Linked DNA regions of Oryctolagus cuniculus: region 2 is linked to region 1. A link is a contact called in public Hi-C data. All regions are on one chromosome and are shown on one strand. Each heading gives the region's core, a stretch centred on a gene start, on an enhancer-like site or on the middle of the called end of the contact. The rest is flanking DNA. Distances are from core to core; before and after follow the strand shown. Region 1 overlaps RGS5 (regulator of G protein signaling 5). Region 2 holds the start of RGS4 (regulator of G protein signaling 4).

Evidence for each region. Hi-C and Micro-C count contacts between places; a contact is called where the count stands out from the background.
Region 2: a contact with region 1 is called in a Hi-C map of psoas muscle, with 8 times the contacts expected there. The contact joins the promoter of RGS4 here to the enhancer-like site in region 1. A contact is called at or near these places in 4 of 6 Hi-C or Micro-C datasets (ear pinna, embryonic fibroblasts, psoas muscle and 1 more).

The regions. Positions count from the first base shown.
Region 1 is chr7:35,484,583-35,490,340 of mOryCun1.1, forward strand. The region is part of intron 1 of RGS5 (regulator of G protein signaling 5); the gene reads left to right. Among named protein-coding and RNA genes, the nearest start is that of RGS5, 31 kb to the left of the region's middle. Within about 2 kb of position 3,254, at least 1 of the 8 cell types and tissues checked has an H3K27ac peak or open chromatin away from gene starts, as enhancers often do.
Region 2 is chr7:35,610,712-35,616,469 of mOryCun1.1, forward strand. RGS4 (regulator of G protein signaling 4) reads right to left here and starts at 3,669. Exons shown (of 5, transcript NM_001082214.1): 1 at 3,506-3,669; 2 at 665-769; 3 at 283-344. The coding sequence starts at 3,549.

The sequences.
Region 1 (5,758 bases), core at 2,004-4,503:
CCGGCCGCAACGGCCATTGGAGGGTGAACCAACGGCAAAGGAAGACCTTTCTCTCTGTCTCTCTCTCTCACTGTCCACTCTGCCTGTCAAAAAATAAAAATAAAATAAAAAAAGATTGTATTTAAAAAAAATAAAATAAAGTCTATCTCAGCCAAAAAAAACAGAGTCTCCATGAGAGAAACTTGTCTATTTGTTTCACAAGGGATTTGAAAACATACAGCAGTGCGTGGTACATGGCAGACATTCAATAAACCTATCTTTAATTTATTGAGTAAGGAAATGAACAAAAGGAGAAGGTACACAGGCCAAGTGGTTTCACCGTGATCCTATGAAATAAATCATCCTATTTAAGCAAGTACCCTGGTAGAGTCCCCAGTCTTTTCTTTCAAAGATTCTTTTAAATTTATTTTTACTTATTCTAAATACAGGGACAGGTGCTGGTGCTGTGGTGTAGCCAGTAAACTCTGCCTGCCGTGCCAGCATTCCATATGGGTGCTGGTTCGAGTCCTGGCTGCTCCACTTCTTATCCAGCTCTCTGCTGATAGCCTGGAATAACAAAAGATGGCTCAAGTGCTTAGGCCCCTGCACCCACTTGGGAGACCCAGAAAAGCTCCTGGCTCCTAGCTTCAGACAGTCCCAGCTCCAGCTGTTTTGGTCATTTGTGGAGTGAACCACTGGATGAAAGATCTCTTTCTCTCTCTGTTTCTCTCTCTCTCTCTGCCTCTGTCTCTCTGTGATTTGGCCTTTCAAATAAATAATAAATAAATATTTTTTTAAAAAAGACAGAGATAAAGACAGAAAAAGCAGAGAGAGAGAGAGAGAGAGAGAGAGAGAGAAAGCAAGCACACTCTTATTGCTAGTTTACTCCTCAAATGCTCCAAACTCCAGAGTTGGACCAAATCTAAGCCAGGACTCCAGAACTCAGTGAGGCTCTTCCACATGGGTGGCAGGAACCCAAGTCCTTGAGTTTCTTCCCAGGAGGCTGACTAGCAAGAAGCTGGAATTCGAAGTGGAGTAGCTGGGACTCAAACCCAGGCTCTCTGATACAGGATTCACCCATTGCAAGAGGAAGCTTAACCACTGTTCCAAACATCTGCCCCTCAAGTCTTTTCTTGTAAGTTGCCTGTGAATGGCTCTGACTGACAATAAATAATCTGGGTTAAGAGCTGGCACAACAAGGAATCACTATTTTTAAGAGAAATTACTTTCAAATAAATTAATAAATCTAAAAATAAGGGAGGGGGTTGCTGGTACTGAGGAGTAGCAGGTAAAGCCACTGCCTGCAGTGCTGTCATCCCATATCAGTGCTGGTTCAAGTCCCAGCCGCCCAACTTCCAATCCAGCTCTCTGCTATGGCCTGGGAAAGCAGTGGAAGATGGTCCAAGTGCTTGGGCCCCTGCATGCACGTGGGAGACCGAGAAGAAGCTCCTGGCTCCTGGCTTTGGATCGGCGTAGCTACAGCCATCACAGCCGTCTGGGGAGTGAATCAGCAGATGGAAGACCTCTCTCTTTCTGCCTCTAACTCTTCCTTTCAAGTAAATAAATAAATATAAAAAAAGAATTTATTGCAAGGAAATATAAGAGCTGAAAAGTTGTAACAGATAAACGTGCTTTCTATGATGTACTTTTATTAAAAATATTTATTTATTTGAAAGTCAGAGTTTCAGAGAGAGCAGGAGAGAAAGAATGAGAGATCTTCCATCTGCTGATTCATTCCCCAGATGGCTGCAATGGCCAGATTGGGGCAGGTCAAAGCCAGGAGCCAGGAGCTTCTTCCAGATCTCCCACATGGGTGGCAGGGGCATATACCTCGGGCTATCTTCTGCTGGGATTAGCAAAGAGCTGGACATCAACCAGCTTCTAAATGGGACACGGGCACTGCAGGCAGCAGCATTACCCACTACGCCACACACCTTTTCCACATTTGATGTCCTTGACATCAATTCCATCTTTTCAGCCATCTTATAGTTTGAGTGGTTTATGATGGATTAATCATTAATTGAGCAAAAGCCTTAAGCACTACTGCAGAATGATTTGCTTGTGATTGGAAACAGCTGTTACTTCTGAAGTCTTATAATACATTAATACTAGTAATAGCAAATATTTTTTCTTTTTCTTTTTTTTTTTTTTTTTTGACAGGCAGAGTGGACAGAGAGAGAGACAGAGAGAAAGGTCTTCCTTTGCCGTTGGTTCACCCTCCAATGGCCAGTGCACCGCGCTGATCCAAAGGCAGGAGCCAGGTGCTTCTCCTGGTCTCCCATGGGGTGCAGGGCCTAAGCACTTGGGCCATCCTCCACTGCACTCCCGGGCCATAGCAGAGAGCTGGCCTGGAAGAGGGGCAACCGGGACAGAATCTGGCGCCCCGACCGGGACTAGAACCCGGTGTGCCGGCGCCGCTAGGTGGAGGATTAGCCTATTGAGCCGCAGCGCTGGCCTATTTTTATTTTTGACAGGCAGAGTGGACAGTGAGAGAGAGAGAGACAGAGAGAAAGGTCTTCCTTTTTCCATTGGTTCACCCCCCAGTGGCCGCTGTGGCCGGCGTACTGCAGCCAGTGCACCACGCTGATCCGTAGCCAGGAGCCAGGTGTTTCTCCTGGTCTCCCATGGGGTGCAGGGCCCAAGCACTTGGGCCATCCTCCACTGAACTCCCGGGCCATAGCAGAGAGCTGGACTGGAAGAGGAACAACCGGGATAGAATCCGGTGCCCCGACTGGGACTAGAACCCGGTGTGCTGACACTGCAGGCGGAGGATTAGCCTAGTGAGCCGCAGCGCCGGCCATGATAGCAAATATTGTTTAGTGTTTTCTTCATCTATTATTTGGACCACTGAGGAATATTTCATGTTCACTAAGCAGGGAGTCATTTTCCACAGTGTATAGTGTGTTCATTATATTAATCAGGTAATAAATTGAATCATCAAGTCACCTTGCAGCAATAGACTGCTTTTTGGTAGCTCAGCAGTGAGCTGATTTGTTTCACTCCAAACTGAAGTAGACTCATTTAGCAAAAGGGTAGTTGCCAAAGTGACAGATTCTCCTTTTACCCAAATGCCTTTCCCTGCCCTCAAGAGTTCGTCTTGACCGAGAGGACATGTTCAGAGAATCCTGATGAGAATTTCAGTTCCAGAACTGACCTGACTTTTCTAGACGTGCCCTTACACTCCGCTGAGGGCTTTCGAAATCACTTAGTACGTTTTTCTCTCATGAGTCAACTGCGAGTAACAAACTCTATTGATCTTAAGTTTAAGTGAGAAGTTACCTGGCAGGTTTTCCTGGTCTTCAACCCGATGACTCCGTTTCGCTGAGCCCAGGGCAGTGCACACTGTCTGGGCTCCCATCTCTGCCGCTGTCTATGCTGTTCAGAGTTCTGGGCAGAACTCAGAACTATGCCTCACCCTGGCTTGTGGATCTGGTTGACCCCACACTCTCAAACTCTGGTGAGTGGTGCCTAACAAGTGTTTTAGAAACCTGTACTCTTCTTGTAAATTATCACATTTTTAGGAATCAAGAAATGACTTTTTGTTATATGTAGAAACAAGCATCTTAGGGTTTCTTCAAAGAAGGAAGCCGAAGCAGCCTGTAACAGATAAGACAAATGCTCATGCCTTCCCACGTCCAGCAGGGGGCATCTGCAACACAGATTTCAGTCGGATTTAATTTAAATTGCCCAAGCCTTTGACGGGACACCTCTTTGGGAAATGTGTTGTAAAAAGTGTGCCCTGTGGTTCCCAACTGTCCTCCCGCTCTCCTTCCTTCTCGGCTACTTGTGGCATGCCCACAGTCTATAGTTAACCTACCTGTGATTGCCAAAAGTCTCCCGAGCCTAGTTCCAGACTACCCCTCGGAAGTCCTACTGTTTCTCCAAAATCCTGATAAACTATGGGCTCATAACTGATCCTTTGCAAATTGCTAGTGATTGCAATTAACCTTCATGCCTCTCCTTGTTAGAATATGTCCTCTATGGTGCGAGGAACTGACTGCACGCTCAGTCTGAACCCTAATTGTCTATTTTCAATCTCATTGAAATACAGAAATTGAATTGTTACTTTATGGTATCCTAGTGTTTAATGGCTTTACCTCTCTCCAGTGACCCAAATTAGAGATTTCCTACTTCTCAATTTTGCATTTTGGGCCACAGTCAATGTTTCACCCCATGTCAAAATGCAGTGTTACTGTAACCTACCAATTCAGTTCATCACCCGTTCATTTTCTTATGTAGCAAATGTTTATTGAATACCTGATCTTGGGTTAAGTGCTGAGGCTATAACTGTGAACAAACAATAGTTACCTGCTTTTAGGAACCTGAGTTGATAATGAGAGAAAGAAACAATATGCAAATACACATACACAAATATAAATGCAAATTGGCAAGGGTCATGAAAGAAAAATACAGAGGGTTCTGAGAATAGGAGGGCTCATATAGCAGGGGCAGCTGTCAGTATATATCAGTGTCTCCCATCACAATATCATGAGCTCTTTATGTTCGTTTGTCATATCCCACCCACCTGTATCCACGATTGGAAGAATACCTGCTGAACAGTTTACATGGGCATCTGTAAGCATATCAACATCTGTCCCACGTTCATTGGTTCCAGGGGTCTCTGCAGCAAAGAATATCTTTGTAACCCTTGGAACTCCTCACGTAGATATGGTTTTCCATACAGCTTCTTGGATATAATTGTATTTTTTAAAATATTTTATTTATTTATTTATTAAAAGGCAGAAATATAGAGAGAGCCAGCCAGGGCTGGGCCAAGAAGAAACCAGGAGCCAGAAGCTTCTTCTGGGTCTCCCATATCTGTGCAGGGGTTCAAGGACTTGGGTCACCCTCTGCTGCTTTCCCAGACCATAGCAGAGAGCTGGATTAGAAAAGGAGCAGCCGGGACAGGAACCAATGCCCATATGGTATGCTGGCACTGCAGACGGAGGCTCAGTCTACTACGTCACAGTGCCAGTCCCTAGATATAATTTTATTTCTAAAAATCCAACTGTGTTTCTGTTTTTAGTGATTGCTTGTGCTGGTATTCCATACCAACCCATCTTTTTTTTAAACTTGTATTTAATAAATATAAATTCCCAAAGTACAATTTTTGGATTATAGCGGCTCCCCTCCCCCATAACCACCCTCCCACCTGCAACCATCCCATCTCCCACTCCCTCTCCCATCCCATTCTTCATCAAGATTCATTTTCAATTATCTTTATATACAGAAGATCAATTTAGTATATACTAAGTAAAGATTTCAACAGTTTGCACCCACATAAAAACACAAAGTATAAAGTACTGTTTGAGTACTAGTTATTCCGTTAATTCACGTAGTACAGCACATTAAGGACAGAGATTCTACATGGGGAGTAAGTGCACAGTGACTCCTGTTGTTGATTTAACAATTGACACTCTTATTTATGACATCAGTGATCACCTGAGGCTCTTTTCATGAGTTGCCAAGGCTATGGAAGCCTTTTGAGACCACAAACCCTGTCAGCATTTAGACAAGGTCATAACAAAGTGGAAGTTCTCTCCTCCCTCAGAGAGAGGTACCTCCTTCTTTGATGGCCCGTTCTTTCCACTGGGATCTCACTCACAGAGTGAGTGCCAAACTGTACATCTCCTCCCTCTCTTATTCCCACTCTTACATTTAGCAGGGATCACTTTTCAGTTAAATTTAAATACCTAACAATAATTGTGTGTTAATTAAAGTGTTCAACCAATGGTATTAAGTCGAACAAAAATACTAAAAGGAATAAAGTACTAAGTTG
Region 2 (5,758 bases), core at 2,419-4,918, 130 kb after region 1:
ATTCAGAAGCTTTTCCTCTCTGCCTTTTTCTACCTGATGATAGAGATGGTTCTCTGATGGTTCCTTTGTGAACTTTCCATTGTACTTCACAAAGCACTAGTGCATGGTAAAATGTTAAACAGACTGGATATAAGACCAAAACGTCATCTTGGGTTTGGAAATCACAATGAACCTTGTTCTTTCTGCAGTTCCTATGAGGCCAGCATAATATGAGATAACCTGCCTCCTCCACAGTGCCTTTAACCTCATCCCATGAGCGGGATAAAAAACCGTCAGACTTACATTCATGGTTAATCAGGTTTTCCAGTGATTCGGCCCATTTCTTGACTTCCTCTTGACTCACCCTAGAGACATTACAGAGAAAAAAAATAGTTTGAATTTATGATACAAAAAACTGGGGCAAGCAATCTAAGACTTAATAAAATGTAGAGATTTTATTTTTTATCATCATGAACAGCTCTATTATTGATTAGATCATGTTTTTTTTTTTTCAGTAAATATGTGGGAAAAAATCTCCAATGTAGTTATGATTTCCATGAACATGGGGGCCATCTTGATCCAAATCTGGCTTAACTAGGGGCATACTTTCCTTCTTTTCTTATACAACTCTCTAAACTCAGATAGTTAAAACTCAATGGGCTTTCATCCAGGCCATTTCTCTTACCTCTGGCAAACAACCACTTTGTCCTTCTTGCTGTGGGAGGAATTATGTTCACAGGAATCTGACTTCTGCAGCAGGAAACCCAACCGATGCTTCATATCTTTTGCACTGCACAGAAGAGGAAAGCAAGGGAATTAACGATGGTAACCACCTGTCTTAAGACACCTAGTGGTAGGCTTGAAGAATTCATTAGTAGCATATAGTGCAGAGACAGTTAATTTAGGGAATAGGAGATGAAGTTGGCATTAATTCTCAGGAAAGCAACACTTGTTTCTGCCAATGAGTTAATGCACAACCTTGAGATGAGAGTCATAACACTGGTTTACTTATCTATAATTGGAATTCTGACCCTTCAATCTGTCTTAGAAGCCCGTTCTGTACACATGCCATTTTGGTGCAACAATGAAACACTTGGTATCATCAATATAACCACACAAGAAGACATGACTGTTCTTTGAGTAATTTTTAGGAGTTAGAAAGCAGCAGTAACTGCAAAATTCGACACCTTTTTGCTGCACGCCCCCTTCTGGTGGTTGGTTGCTATTGTCATCTGTCTCCTTGCAGGCAGAGTAAGAAGCTCCTTTGGAAATTAAGGGTCTCTTTCTTTCCATCCAAATATGTGATGGAACAAGAAATATGTGTTATGGGGTAAATATGGAGTACATACTGAGGTGTGTAGCTTCAGAAATGGAGTGGTTAACGCAAATGCTCAGGGTGAAACCCACGTTCCTTTAGATTAGTTCTTCCAGACAATATAGTGCTGCTATTGCCTTCTTTTTTAATATTTATACACTGAAGAAGCCATCTAGAATCACTCCTGAAACTAGTGATTGCGATTGCGGGCAGAGTTTCTGGTGTATTGCCATTTCATAGGTGACCAGGCTATGTCAGTACTCCTCAGTAGCTCAAAAAGGAGGCCCAGAGATAAGCTTTTACCTCTTCTCTTACACTACCATGTTTTTGCTTGTATCTCTTACTATAAAAGCTACAAAATAGTTAAAAAGAGAAATGATTTTAAAAAGAAATGGATAGCTAAGTGTTCCTACTTGTAGGGGGGAAATAAAGGGTAAAAAGAAATTTTAGAATGGTTATTGATATACTAAAGGTTTATCTATGTCGGCTTCCCAAGAAAGTTTGAATTCCATTAGGTCCTTGGACTGCCCCCTAAATGGTATTTTCTCTTCTTCACATGACTATTTGCCTTTCTCTGCTTTCTCAACTGGTGACTGCACAGGGATTGGGAAATTCTCCTTAATGATAGCAAGATATATTCCTGAAGCCTAGAGTGGTTCTAAGGTGATGGCATGAGTGTATTGTGAGTCAATGTAAATAGAAATTATTCCGTACTACCATGTGCCTCCTCTGTTTGAGATCCCATGGCTATTGACTGCCCAGTGTAGGGTCATTTCCTAATGAGTTGAGAGTATGCACAGAAAGTATCCTTTTAACGTAATAAAACAGTACAAATAAAAACGAAAATCACTTCAGAAGTCACTGGAATGAGGAACTGGATGTGATCTTCACTCACACACCCCGGGCAGTGGGAAGTCCCTCCGGAAGCTCGGGCACTGCTGGAGAAAGTGCTGGACTAGATGATTGACGTTTCCCCTGTGAGGAGGGGAAGAACAGCTACCTACTGACTGTGAGCTTAACCTTCTCAATCAGTTGCTCAGTGCCTCAAGGGCAGACCTCTAGCACAATCTCCCATCTATGAATCACTAAATATTTACTGGAGCATAACTTTTCCCTGACACTTCTGCATTTTGCATGATTAATTTTATATGTGATTTAACTGAAGCGTGGATGGTCTTGCTCTATCCAGTTAGGAAATTAATGGTGAAGGTGAGAGGTATTTATCCCATCAGTACTCTCTACCAGAACCTCCTGCTTCATTACGGAGAATATATCAATACTGTCCTGCTTCTGAATGAAAGGCAAATGGCTTCAAAACACACAAAAGATTATGCTTCTTGGAATTAACTCCAAATTGAAATGTAAGGTGATTGTTCTTTGCAGGGAGACAAGAAAAGAGGTAGTACACTTGCAGATTGACTTTTTACCTTTAGCTGCAAGATTAAGTGATGTAATACGCTCTCATTTTGTATTTTACTTTCAACTGATGAATATCTAGCATTTTCTGAAATCATCTACTTACGCCTATTTAAAAAGACAGAAGAGTAGCTATATATTTTTAAGTCTTTGTTTTTATATTGACAAAACAATCTCTTTAGGATGAGCTCTTCTACAGAACCCTCAGATGACTTGTTATAATCAATACTCCTTAACTACCACTCACATAAGACACTTTAAGAATGAGAGATAAGAACAGAGAAAAAAAGAGACATGTAGCATAGAAACTATTTCATTGTGACATTTGTTTATGAGAATATAGAACGATACTGTAGCCCCAACAGAAAGCATTGTGGCTTTCTGATGATGTAGCACAAGTTCATTCCGAGGTGTCCTCCCCTAAATGAATTTCAGAGAGTCACAGTGCTTGCAATTATCCAGGTATGCTCACATAATGGAGGTGATCACAGATACAGCAAGTAGAGTCAACACCTCATATGATTCTTAATCAGCACTAGCTTAGTTAGAGGACTTGGCTAAAAGATCACAACAGTTTTCAAAACTGAGGTCACATGAAACAACACACTAATATCAGAATTTGGGAAGCACAGTTCTTAAGTCACAAATCAAGTTATTCTTGGAGAAAATCCAGGGAAATATTCTCCCCTGATCAGACTGCTACTCCAAAGAACCAGGTTAGTAAACACAACTAGCAAGTAACTGAGAAAGTCTGTCCAAAAGTTGAACGTAGTTAGTAGCTGAAAACAATCTTACCTCCTCAAGCAGGAAGCCGGCAGACCTGCAAGCCCTTTGCACATCTTGTCTAACAGCGTGGGATTCGCCGAGGAGGAAAGAAACGCAGCAGGAGGAGCTGTGGCCTCTGTTTTGCTCAAGCTTCGGTTTCACTCCTGCAAAGATGCTGCCAGAATCCTGAGCTTCTCCTTTCCAGGCCTGTAGGGGTCTCTTTTATAGCCCGGCCACGAGCGACGAGCCAATCAGATAACAGCTCTGCGGTACCAGCGCCTGTCTCCTCTGCCTCTCCAGCCCCTGGAAGGCAGGAGGAAGAAAGGACTTACGCATCAGCCATGCAAAATGGACAAGCTGGGAAAATCCTCTTCCAAAATAGACATACATGAAAAAAGTGACTCAATATCTCTACAAATGTCTGTGATTTTTAACTTCTAGAGACGGGAAAAATAAAAGTCTACAGTGTTGGAAAATATGGGAGTTTATTCTTTTGTCTGTAAAAACAGTATCAGGGACAACATTGCCTCCGGAACGGAAAGGTGCCAGTAGGAATTCTAAGGCACACTTTGGGGGTTGAATCTCAACACACTTTCTCTTTTGGATGAGAAACATCACATTGTATGTGACCCAATATTTGACCTGCTCGATTTCCAAAAGGCAGGTGGGAGGATCATCGTCTCCGAGAGATGATTTCTCCATTGCAAGACACACGGAGGTGTGGGGAGAAATAGCTAAATGGCAGACAGGAATATGCCTGGCAGCATAGAAAAGCTGGCCCAGGAGAAATAGATTTGCTGCATCTGTCATCAAACTGACTGTAGAATACTTTGCTCCAATTCTTATTAAGAACAGAATTCAGCCCAGCACTGACAATTTCTCCTGTACATGCTTGCCTCCTGCAAAAAGCCTCAAATAGCAGCCTGAGGTCCAGGGCAGCAAGGAGATGAATAAATATAGATACTGATTCTTGTTAGCAACTGTGTTCATGTCTTATGTAATTCTAAGCTTCTAAATTGGTATTTCAAGAGGAAGAAAGGGAGGGAGAGAAGGAAAGACAGAGAAAGAGAAATGCTCCAGAGAGCAGGCAGGCAGAAAAATATGGTTTGCTTTGCCTATTACCTGGCTTCAGGGTTAGCATAAGAATATTCTGCCCTGCAGGTACTTCTGAACACCGAGACTATTAGTATCTTTTGCATGTAATATCATAGACTGAATATTTTAAAGAATCATGCAGGTGTTTCGTATCTTACAATCATAGCTCATGTACACTAGAACTGCAGAGAGTGCTTCTTTGTATCTGAAAGCTGTGAGTACAAGGGGGAAATTAAATACCAAGTCTGACCCAGACAGCTCTCATTTTGAAAGCAGGTAGATTTCTGACCGCAAGCTACAGGGAGCTGTGCTTTACTTAGAAGAAACAGAGATATCAAGTAGTTCAGGTGGGAAAGATGAAAAATAGATGGGAGCCAGTAGAATGCAAAGAGAGTGCGAAGACAGAATGCAAAATGGAAAAGAGCTGTACCTGTATGTCCCCCTTCCCCCATTCATGCCCTTGAAAATCTCAAGCTGCCTCCACTCCCCCTCCCCAGCTAGCAAAGAGATGGTAAACAAACATAAAAAGGCTAAGGACTATAATCTTCAGAGGATGCATTTAGATGGTAGGAAAAAGCTTTGGCCTTCATGCAGGAAGACAAGAGAACATTTATTAGATTAGCTACTGGACAACTTTTCCTTGAGTTATAACACAAAACAAATGAAAGTTGGCAGCCATTCGTGGTGATAATGTGGAAAAAACTGCAGTGTCACATGAATTAAGAGAGCTCGTAAGACCTAGAAAGATGGACCCAGGGATATGAGTCAGGCAAAATTAGCATCAGACAGGAGAGACTAATTAAAAGGGAGAAACGGTTACTCAAAGATGGATCAGGGCTTCTCTGCTTACCTGGGTGCCCAGATGATTTGATTTTCGGACAATGAGTGAGGATCCGAAACAATTTACTGATGTCTGAGAATTCACAGTAAGAATCTTGTGTCTTGTTCCTAGTACAAGAGAAGCTCATTTGTCACAAGTTAAATATAAATTGTTGCAATAGATGAGCTGAATAGGATTTTTAAAGCAATCAGATCTAACCCCTCCATTTTACCAAGGAGAAAATAGAGAAGCAGAGGGGAAATGATTTGCCACAGCTCCTTACTAAGAGAGACAGGTCCAGACTGGCTTCCTGGTCCCAGGTCATGTGGATTTTCTACAGGACTCTCCTATCACTCAACAGTCTTGTC